3 separate regions of the Pan troglodytes genome follow, and all the other regions are linked to region 2. Evidence: chromatin contacts called from public Hi-C data. All regions are on one chromosome and are shown on one strand. Each heading gives the region's core, a stretch centred on a gene start, on an enhancer-like site or on the middle of the called end of the contact. The rest is flanking DNA. Distances are from core to core; before and after follow the strand shown.

Region 1 (3,539 bases), core at 16-2,515, 900 kb after region 2:
TTTTCTTCCTGTCTCAAATTTTATTGTTACGTTTTTCTTCTTCACGAATTTATTCCTTTTACCTAAATTTTACAGGTAATATGTGAATCTTTTTAAAATTTTTACTGCAAAATGTCACATTTTGACTGAAGATATGATTTTAGACGTTAATTTAAACACATAGCCAGTTCCATTTTGCAAACTAACTCTGAATAACACCTGATTCTGAATTTAGCCAATTCAACTCACTCTCCCTCTCCCTATCCTCAAATCAGAGCAGTGATTTCCCTGTACAAAACAATCAGAATCATACTAAAATCTCCAGTCACCTATAGGATGTACCCATTGTAAATGTCCCTTTAGGTATTCATAAGCCAAACGCCCTTCTTTTGAAACACATACAAAAAGAACGCCTCTGATTAATAATCTCTTTCGCGGCACACTGAGGCCGAAGGCAGGGAGCCGCAGGACGCCAGAGAAGGGCGCAGAATTCTCAATACCTAGCATTTCAATGCAGATTCCAAAGATTCGCTAACTGCTAGGTTTTCCAAGAGGAAATAATATTTGGCAAGCAACGCTTTTGGGAAAGACAACCACATTCCAAATACTGGCTCCTTCCTGGGCCTGGGGAGGGGACTGCGATCGCGGTTACCCGGCACTTCTGTGTTCATGTGTGTACAAGGTGGTATGTAGCCCACGCATGTAGCCAGGCCTAGGTTTCTTTCTTTTCTTTTTCTTTTTCTTTTTTCTTTTCTTTTCTTCTTTCTTTTTTTTTTTTTTTTTTTTTTTTTTTTTTTTTTTTTTTGAGGCAAGAATGTTGAAACCAATCCACTCTTTCTGTAGCTAGCTCCCACGAAGCTGGGATTTTCAACCTCTTGTTTATTCGTAAAGCCCATATGGAACCCCGGTTGAATCTCCCCTCTTCGGATTTTACCAGGAGGCCCTCAGTGCCCCACCGCCGCCCATGGCACGTGAAGAGAAAGGAGGGAGAGTTGGGAGCCACGAGAGAAGCCGGCTTGGAGCCGCTTCCGTCGGGGCCCATGTTTCGCCCCAACAGACCCGTCTCTCCTTTCTCTCCCCGAAGGTACTTCCTTAGGCCGGCAGTGTCGCTACGGTGGTGGCCAGGTGAGCACGGGCACAGTCCCGGGGCGGGGGCGGGTAGAGCGGCCCTCTCTCGGGAGCTCCGGTGGGTCTGCGAACCTGCCGGGAGCGGAAGGCTGAGTGGCGCTGGGGGCCCGCGCGGGGCTCCTGGCTCCCGCCGGCAGGGGAACAGCGACACCTACTGGCCGCATGGGTACCGCGCCCGGGCCGTCAGGGCTGCCCTGGGACGGGGTGCCGGGCTCCGTGGACTTGGGAGGCCGCGGGAAACTTCACCGAAGGCTCTGCGGACTGCTCTAGGACTCGTCCGCCCTGGAGAAGACAAAGCCACGCTTTCTGGAGACCCCTGGGAGGACTGTAGGATGGAACTGAACACACAGGCACACACGCATGTCCATTTTTTCTGGGGAACCGGATAAACCCTCAGATGCAGTTGCCCACCGTCCCTTGGTTTTATGAGAGACCCAAGCAGAGGTCGGAGCCTTGACCTCCTCAGGTTCATGACCCAGGCCTCTTCACCGCCTTTCCCAGTTCAGCACTGACTAAAGAAGATATCTTTACAAATTAGGAAAAGAAAAGAGTTCATTATCCTCCCTGAAGCGGGGAAATGAGTGAGTCAAGGACACAGACTCACAGGCAGCGGTTGGCGCCGGGCACACGATCTGGCCGAGCCCTCCTGCTAGCCAGCTTCGGGCACCTTTAGTGCGCCCTGAGACTGCCTCCAGGGAGTGAAATTTGGTAGCTCTTCTTTAAGAATTACAATCTTCTTAATTACTCCTGAAATAAAGGCAAATTTGGGCTACTGGTGGTATTTTTGAGAACTACAGGTATATATGCATATATAAATATATATATTTAAAGCATATATACCAAAGCAAATATATACATAAAGTATATGCATATGTGTGTGTACATATATACTCACACACATACACATGTGTGCATACATTTACATATATATCTTCTGCGACATGGCTTCGGTTGTTGGCTTATGTTGGGGAAGGTAAGAGGTTGTGAAGGCATGGCAGGTCTGATGAAAGCTCAGCAAGGTTGGGGATGGCAAAAAAGCAATTCATGTACTCCAGATTCACTTTCTCTTATCTAGTCTTTTCTGTAATAGCATATAGCCATTTCATATGGGAAGGAGATGTGATGTTGGTCCCAGCAGCGGGTAGAGGAGGGGGGAACCTCAGCTTCCATTACGCCCCAAGATGCCTTCTTTTTCCCCTTATCAGGTTCTGAGGCTCACTTGGGCCTAAGAAACCTGGCTGAGTGTGATTCTGATACTAACCTGCTCAAAAGTAAAACATATTCCCTTTCCTTGAAACACTGGGGTATCGGAGCTAATTTCATTCCTTAAGATTTCTATGTAAAATATTGCTTATTAACAAACCTCAGAATTAAAGGCAGTTTTTTTCCATTCAAATTTCAAGAGTTCATTTTGGAAATTATTTTTCTTAGCTTTACATACCGGTTAGAACTAGGGTCTAAAAGATTTTGCCTGGAAGGTGGGAGCTCTTATTAGGACTAAATTTTTGTCTTCGTTCTCTACAGTCACCAAAGTTTGCTAATTCTGTTTTATTTAAATACAATTGGAAGCTTTTAGTGTCTCTAAAGCCAGGAGTTTTAGGTCAGGTCCCCCTCTCTCTCCCTCTTAAAAAGAAATCACTAAAAGGCCCAGGAAACCTGTATTTCAACTCTGTTCTGCAAGTATTTTTTTTCTTTTTAAATTTTCTTACAAGTGGATTTGACTGTGTCCTGATAATACAGGAATTCACATCGAAGAAGAGACTCTTAGCAGTTTGTATGATATACAAATAAACCTATATTATTAATAATAAAATTGGGCTTTATCCTACTGGCATTTTTTCTTGGCAAATCCTGTTTCCCACTGCATTTCAAAGTCAGCTTTCTCCTTATAAAAATGGAAACATTCATAGCACAGGAAAATATTTATTAAAAAATTACACCGGGCACACAACAAGCACCCATCAACAAAACCCAGTTCAGAGGTGTCTTTGGGTATTGAAAGCACCTTGATAAATGCAGGGGTTGATTTTTTTTTTTCCTTTCCTTTTGGCTTTTTAGGATGTAGCTTTATTTGTGACTCCAAAATCTTAGCTAGAAAGGACTCTCATTGTTTGATATTCTTTGGTTTTACTAACTAAAAAATGTTGATTTGACATTAAAGAAGATAGAAAAATAGAATTTCTGTTTCAAAAATTGTGGAATTTCTCTTCATACTAGTCATCCCCAAAGCATTAGTGTATTAAACTCTAGTAGAAGGAATGTTTACTGTTCAGTACAGAAAATTAGGCCAGCAAAATAATTTTTTATTTCACATTAAATGTGAATAAGCATATTCATAAAGGCAATTTGTGTATGGGTGTTATCGTGATGACTGGGTGAAGTAAGGGAGGAGACAAGGCTTACAAGGCTTTCTGTTTAGGTCTCCCTCAATA
Region 2 (3,445 bases), core at 451-2,950:
AGAAAAAATTGGAAAAAAAAATGAGCATTTTGTGTAACATGAATTTTTCCCTATGGTTGTTTGAAAGGCGAAAACCCCGACTTGACCTCTCTTTAAGAAAATGTATACTAAAATTAGTACAAAGTAGAAAAATCAAAGAACATTCTTCCTGATTCAGCATTTTTTTAAAAAGCATCCTTACTTTAAAATATTTGCTCATAGTCTAAATTAAATGATGAAATATAAATGTTCAAAAAGAACACAGCAAAGGCAAATAACATCATACTTATCAGAGAAATGTTAAATTCAGATTTTATGAATTTTTGTTTGTTCATAATTGAATCCTTGAAAGTGAATTTTTAATATAAACAAAAAAACAAAATTATTTTCCACTTGTATATTACTTATAATGTTTGAAAGGTTAAATGTGCACACCTCTTCAACAAGTACTAAATTAATTTACTAAATCCCTTCAAGTAAGGATGTTTGATTTAAAATATTTATCGGTCTTTGAACACCACATGTGTAGAGAAAGTCGCAACTTGTATTTCTTATTGATTCCCAAACGCAATAAAATACATGGGGTCTTCAAAATTCCTATTTAGTTTCCCACCAACAGCCCCTTTTATTGGTGATTTAGAAACTTTAATCCTGGTTCATGACTAATACTATGCAGATGTTTGTTATACAAATATAGCAATTAGCTTCTTTGTATCATTAAAAGGTATCTCAATGAAAACACTGTAAATTTAATTTTTCACATTATCCAAAAAGGAAACTATATTTTCAGAGTATAAGAGTTTCCATCTGTAGATATAATAAATGTAATATTAAAATGTGTGACTCAATGGTATCAAAAGGGAGAATGCCTAGGCCTATGAAATAACTCTCAAATAGGAAAAGAATGAAACGTCATTTTGGTTAAGTAGACTTTACACTAGTTGAAGATTGATTCATTAAGCAAAGTTCGAGCACACTTTCTATTCATATAAATAGTGTGTATAATGCCATTTTGCAAAGATGACAGTGGAAACTTGTATTTCTGAGAGTGGCTAAAATAGCTTGTAAACAGTATCTTTGCAATTTGACATTCCAAGTGCTGCTTGCAGGGCAGCACATCTGAGGGTTGGTAGGGGAAGAGTATCTGAGGATAGCACTATTTTGGGTGTTTCCAAGAAGCAGAAAGTTGGTTCTTTGATTTTATTACCTATTATTGTCTCAAATTAGAATGCCAAAGGGGGCATCTTATTAAAATAAAAGCCTGATGAATACAAGCAAAAAAAAAAAAAAAAAAAAGAAAGAAAGCTTCAAGCCGTTGAGAAATTTGAAATCAAAACAGAAATTTTAAAGAAAAGTATGATGTGAAAATAAAGGAAAGTAGAGAAGAAGAAAGGAAAGAGATGTAGCAGATAATTAGACAAAAGTGAAAGGAAGGGCCCTAGTTCTGAAACCACTTCCGCTTAAACCAAAATGGCACCAAAAATTTTAAGCCAGGGTATTTAAACTGCTGGAATATTTCATCCTGAAAAATTATATTTTTCAAGCAAAATAACTACTTTGTGTCCAAATTCTCTGAATAATTATGGCAATTTCTCTCTTCTATTTGCACTTCCATTTGCATTATAGGCACTACTTAAATACAAACAGGAGTGGCTCACTGAGATCACAGAAGAGAGACTTCTCACAAAGCCGCTAGATGGCGTGAGAGCACTGCATTGGACCTGCTCTGCCACACGGCCGCGTGTAACATTGAGGCGTTTATTCTCTTCACGCTGAGAGCTCAGTGTTTAGTCAAGTAAGATGCGTTTTCTTTCAGAGAGATCTTTCTGTGTTGCATGACACTTTTTAGGACACAAAGGGGGTATTCCGCCCTCCCCATACACACACTAAGAAAATGTCGAATTAAATTTGGAATAGTAAAAATCATTTCAGTATTTACTGGGGCTTCCTGAGAACTTTACCTTTCAGCTCTTTAGGGGATAGTCTGCTATTTGTTATGCAGCCTTCCTTAATAGGTAGTTAGAGGGAAAAAGTCCCTTCAGCATTATGCCTGTGCTCAAACAACTGCAGACAAAGTTTGCATATTCTCAGTCATCCCCTCTCTTTTTCCTAATTTTTTTTTTTCATCAAAAATTCTCTTTGTTTTTCTTCATCTGATATTGTGGGGTCCCTCATTAAGGACTGTAATATGAAAAGCTGGATTTAAAACTGCTGTCAAAAAGGAGGTTGTCCTCTTTTAATATTCTTTACCAGCAAAGCAAAAGGAAATGTCTTTGTTCTTGCTTTATAAATGCAATGTTTTTTGCTTTATTTAATGTTTCTGCCAGATCACTAGGCACCTTCTAATCTACCCTCCCAACTTTGAGATATACTTTTATATTTGGTCTTTGCAGATTCCCAATACATGCATGAGGCGTCTCTCTGTGCCTCCACAACAGGACTAATTACCATATTCCTCCAGATATTATCACTATCTCCCTTCACAAAGTGTCCAATGTAAAAGCTGTTTTGATCTTTCGGATAAGTGCCTTAATTTAAAATAATAGCAAAAAGGTAAAATTAGGCCTCTATGCTCAGCAGTGCATGAATGACAAATCTGTTGTCGTTTGGGGTATATTTTTAAAGATTCCTTTTAAAACCTCTTATAGCAAATTTACATATGATCAAAAATGATATTACACATTGGCGAACTGAAGTGCATAATTTACTTCATATGCTACTGATATAGTTATGTTTATACGTATAATGGGTTTTACAGTTTTGGTATAATATCATACCAGTTCAAAAACTGAAAGATTTTTAAAAGCATTTTTTTTTCAGTTTTTATCCACCTCTGAAAAGTTATTTTTTTCCTGTATAGTGTCTCAGAGCAAGATGTATCATTTTTAATGTACACTTTTAGCCCTAATATCCATGAATTTATGAAAACCGGAGATTTTATGAGGGCATTCAACTAAAATATTTGGCAAAATAAGAATTCAATAATGTAGTTATACCTCTTTAAAATGCAAACATTGGAGAACAAATGGGCAACTTGGCAAAACTTGCTTCATAGTGTTACATTTTTGTTTTTACCCTGTGTAGTTCTGGTTTATAAGAACATGTTAATTTGTCATATTAATAGGTGAAATGAGTCATTTGGATTATGTTTGAATTGGTTCTAATCTTTGATATCATGAAAATCTTCACTTTGGATATAAGCTCCCTAAATCCATGACTATTATTATACAATGTGTTGCTATAAAGCAGACAGATAGATAAAGATATCTTGAAATAGGAGCTCCATGTGTGCACAGGTGATTTTTTTTCCTCTTAGACATTCTATGTAATTCATAGTAACAGGTTAGTCAATTGATCATAAGGAATGTAAAACAAGACAAATACTTTAATCATTTTGAAGTCAATTATTCTATATACAGATCTAAAACAATTGCTAGAAATATAATTTTAGCTGGTTGTGAACGGC
Region 3 (3,364 bases), core at 364-2,863, 880 kb after region 2:
GTGGAATTGAAAGTAAACGGCCTCTGTAATGCAAATCGACCAGCAGCAAGAAAGCCACTACCTTTGGAGTCCCACGACTTCACCTGAGCTTGCAATAGACCTTGTGCGCCCTTTGGTTCATGGAATCAAAACTGTTTTGACATGTTGGCCAGTGCCCTTCGGTGTCACTGAAGCTCAGCCCGCGGACGGCGGTGTGTCAGTGTGCACCGGGAGGCCTGGGCCTCAGTCCCTGGGCTCGTGCCTACGCAACAGCAGGACCGCCCGCAGCCTCCCAGGACCAGTGACCGTCACCCGCAGTAAGGATCGGGGCGGCTCCGCCAGTCTCGGCCCTCTTTCCAAGGCCTCTTTCCAAGGCGCTCTTTCCTAGCCTCACCCGAGGGCCGCAGAGCCGGACCTGTGCCGGGCGAGTTGGATTTAGCCCAGTTAGAGTTAAGATGGTATCATTAGCTGCGCACAGCGTGACTTCCCGCTAATCCTCTCTGCAACTTACAACAAGTTTAAATGTCCATGCATGATGTTATTAACTGGCTTTAGTAAGTGCTTAAGACCCAGATCTCTTTTTAAAGTAATCTCTGAACAAGTTCTACTGTATCCACCCAACAAGGAGATTAATATTTCCAGCAAATCTGATGATGGGGTAAGATGTGCCCTGAGCTCCTATGGGCAATGGGGGTAGAAGTGGGAGTTGCCCCAGGGAAGGGCCCAGAGCGGCAAGCGCTCACCAACGCCGGCCACCGAGCAAAACTTCCCCGCCCCCGCTCCACCCCCCCAGCTTCCCCGCAGGGAGACCCTTTCCGTTAGCAGCTTTTCACTAAGTTAATAACGGTGTGTGTGTGGTGGTGGCGGGGAGGGGGGATTTGGGGGTTACACAATATCTATATCAATGATATTGATCACGTCCAGGGAAGAAGCCTGGGCAAAACTAGAGACACCGAGTGTCAGCAAAAGAAAGCTTCTTAACCACAAGTTGCGTGCCGCCTGAGGAAGGTGCCCTGTGGCAGGGGGTGGCCGCTGGGAGATGCCTGCCTCTAACCGACGTCCAGGCGTGACTAAACCTCGACGCCACCCCCATTCACAAGCTCAACTCAGGGATTCCCAAGCAACCGCAGACCGGAGGTGGCGCAGAGGCAATGACCAAGGTCGCTGATTAGGGGCCGAGAGGCTGGCAAATAATAATTAAAAAAAAAAAAAACCGGAATAGCCTTCGCGGACGCAGCTCAGCGTGCCAGGCAAAGGACAGTCTGACGACCCGCCCCTGCCGAGCCCCGCAGCTCCGCGCCGGTGTCCAGCAGCCTCCAAGGCGCCGAGCGCGGGCACGGGAACTTGAGCTAGCGCAAACTTGGGCGGCCTCCCAGCCTGCTACCCGGGCCGCAGCGCGCCCCCGGCCTCCCAGTCGCGCGCCAACCCGGGAGCGCGCGCGCCGGCGCACCAGCTCCATCAGCTAGAGGAGCCTGTCTCCCGGGAAACACCAATCAGACGCCCGCTTTCAGGCGAGGGCCGCGAGCCGCAGCAGCTGCAGGAGGACTCGGGCAGTTGGCGGTCAGCGGGAGGCGTCGTCCTGCCCCGCGGCGGGCCAGCCGCCTTCGCTGCTGCCACTGCCTAGCCTAACCGCTTCTGCAGCCAGTCACAGAGTCGGCTGTCTCCTCTTTGCACCGCCCACGCCAAGTACCTTGCAAGGCGGCGGCTAAGCCTGGCTATTTTTAGATCTCCAGAATGCGCTATGCCCGCGCTCAACGAAAACCAAGTCAAACCATCAAGCACAGTGATGTGCTGCTTTTTGAACAAATATGGCTCAAAACTCCCTATTTCCCTGAATAAAGTCGATTATCTGCACTTTTTAAAAGCCCTACCCCCTGTGGTCTGGCAGTTGGCTGAAAAGCGGAAAGCCACACGCTCCCACCTCAAACATGGTCATCACCTTTCTAAGGAAGTGCACTAACTCTCGCAGCCCTGATTGAGGGCAGATAAATATTCCTTAATATCAATCACAACTATATACTTTCCATTTCCATTCACCATCTTAGAATTAATTCCACAAATAAGTCGAACAGTTCCCAGAAGGGGTGAAATGGGTTCTCTGAGCAAATAGGAATAGAGGGTTCTGCTGATTTCTGTACTAGGTTGTTTAAGTTGTGTTAAGAAACCGATGAGCAAAGAAACAGGGTTAACAAAGCCATCCATTAAAATCCAGAGACACTGAAGAACTGCCTTACATGTCCCAATTGCTGTAGGACCTGTTTAACTATCTCGAAGTAGTCATGTTAAAACAATCGACCCAGCATTATAGATATCTTTTTTACTCAATAACTGATTCTAATAAGTTCTTAGTCTTAAAGAACACCTTGTCCTGTGTTGCCCATCTCACCACTGCCACCCCCAGCTCCCACTAAATGCAACATATTATGGTGTGTTTTACTTAACTGTAGCACATTAGGGAGGAAAGGGTATCAATTTTCTGAAACCACAGTGACATTTCCAGATGTATAGATTCATGGGAAAAAAATAGATACATAGACAGTTACATACTGTCATTCATTTTCTAGCCACATTGGAAAATAAAGCCTTTGGCTTCATCTCTCCATTTTTAAAAAGTCAAAATTCCTAAAATGCTAAAATATCTTAAAATATTTATATGTATTCATCTATATGGCTTCCTTATAATTTAAATGGTTTCTTAATTTTCATCAGGCTACACAAAAATCAAATTAGAATTTTATATTTTTCCAAATAAGAAAATTATTTTAATTTTAAAAATAAACACAAAGAACTCTTGTGGTGGAAAATTTACTGTTCAAGGTGACCTAAAGAACAGTCACTTTGGAAAATATTCCATTTTGAATGTAAATAATGCATATCTCATTATTATGCATAATGGCAACTTCATTAAGGGATTGATACTAGTGAAAATACCCATTCACATTCAGCAAGGACACTGAAGAAGTCTTCCTGAATCTTTTTTTTAACCTTTATCCAATTTTCATTTTTGTTGTTGTTTTGTATTTTTTGTATGACTGTGTTTATCCTATATCCTTTATTATTTGATTAGTGAGTGACTGTTCAATGTTAATTTTCTGGTATAACAAAGTAGGGTAAAGAAAATAAATGGGTTCTATCTTTATATTTACTTTTACAGGTATCATTTTATCACCCTATTTCTAAGTATTTCATGAAAAGATTCTAGATGTCAAAACCTGCAGTTAACGTTCCTGTTTAGAAATACGCAAAATAATACCTTTGACGTTGGCAACTCAGATGTATTATTCAGCAAAACAGCAATTACTCATTGTTTTGCACTTACATGTTAAGAACTATGAGACACTTGGTGACACAATAACAAAATTGCAAAGTCAATTACATTTAAAAT

What was found. A called contact is a pair of places that touch in the nucleus more often than the background predicts.
Region 1: a contact with region 2 is called in a Hi-C map of stem cell-derived neural progenitor cells, with 8 times the contacts expected there. The contact joins two enhancer-like sites. A contact is called at or near these places in 5 of 7 Hi-C or Micro-C datasets (blood, induced pluripotent stem cells, a lymphoblastoid cell line and 1 more), 1 of 1 datasets of contacts at active chromatin or transcription factors (stem cell-derived excitatory neurons) and 1 of 1 other capture datasets (stem cell-derived neural stem cells).
Region 3: a Hi-C map of stem cell-derived neural progenitor cells shows a contact between it and region 2, with 9 times the contacts expected there. The contact joins two enhancer-like sites. A contact is called at or near these places in 1 of 7 Hi-C or Micro-C datasets (stem cell-derived neural progenitor cells) and 1 of 1 datasets of contacts at active chromatin or transcription factors (stem cell-derived excitatory neurons).

The regions. Positions count from the first base shown.
Region 1 is chr4:27,466,562-27,470,100 of NHGRI_mPanTro3-v2.0_pri, reverse strand. The region is part of intron 2 of LOC112209211; the gene reads right to left. Among named protein-coding and RNA genes, the nearest start is that of MIR9-2, 14 kb to the left of the region's middle. Within about 2 kb of position 1,265, at least 9 of the 24 cell types and tissues checked have an H3K27ac peak or open chromatin away from gene starts, as enhancers often do. A contact at or near this core is called in stem cell-derived neural progenitor cells, where this site is marked.
Region 2 is chr4:28,369,341-28,372,785 of NHGRI_mPanTro3-v2.0_pri, reverse strand. No RefSeq gene overlaps it. Among named protein-coding and RNA genes, the nearest start is that of CCNH, 370 kb to the left of the region's middle. Within about 2 kb of position 1,700, at least 6 of the 24 cell types and tissues checked have an H3K27ac peak or open chromatin away from gene starts, as enhancers often do. A contact at or near this core is called in stem cell-derived neural progenitor cells, where this site is marked.
Region 3 is chr4:27,486,435-27,489,798 of NHGRI_mPanTro3-v2.0_pri, reverse strand. No RefSeq gene overlaps it. Among named protein-coding and RNA genes, the nearest start is that of MIR9-2, 5.6 kb to the right of the region's middle. Within about 2 kb of position 1,613, at least 17 of the 24 cell types and tissues checked have an H3K27ac peak or open chromatin away from gene starts, as enhancers often do. A contact at or near this core is called in stem cell-derived neural progenitor cells, where this site is marked.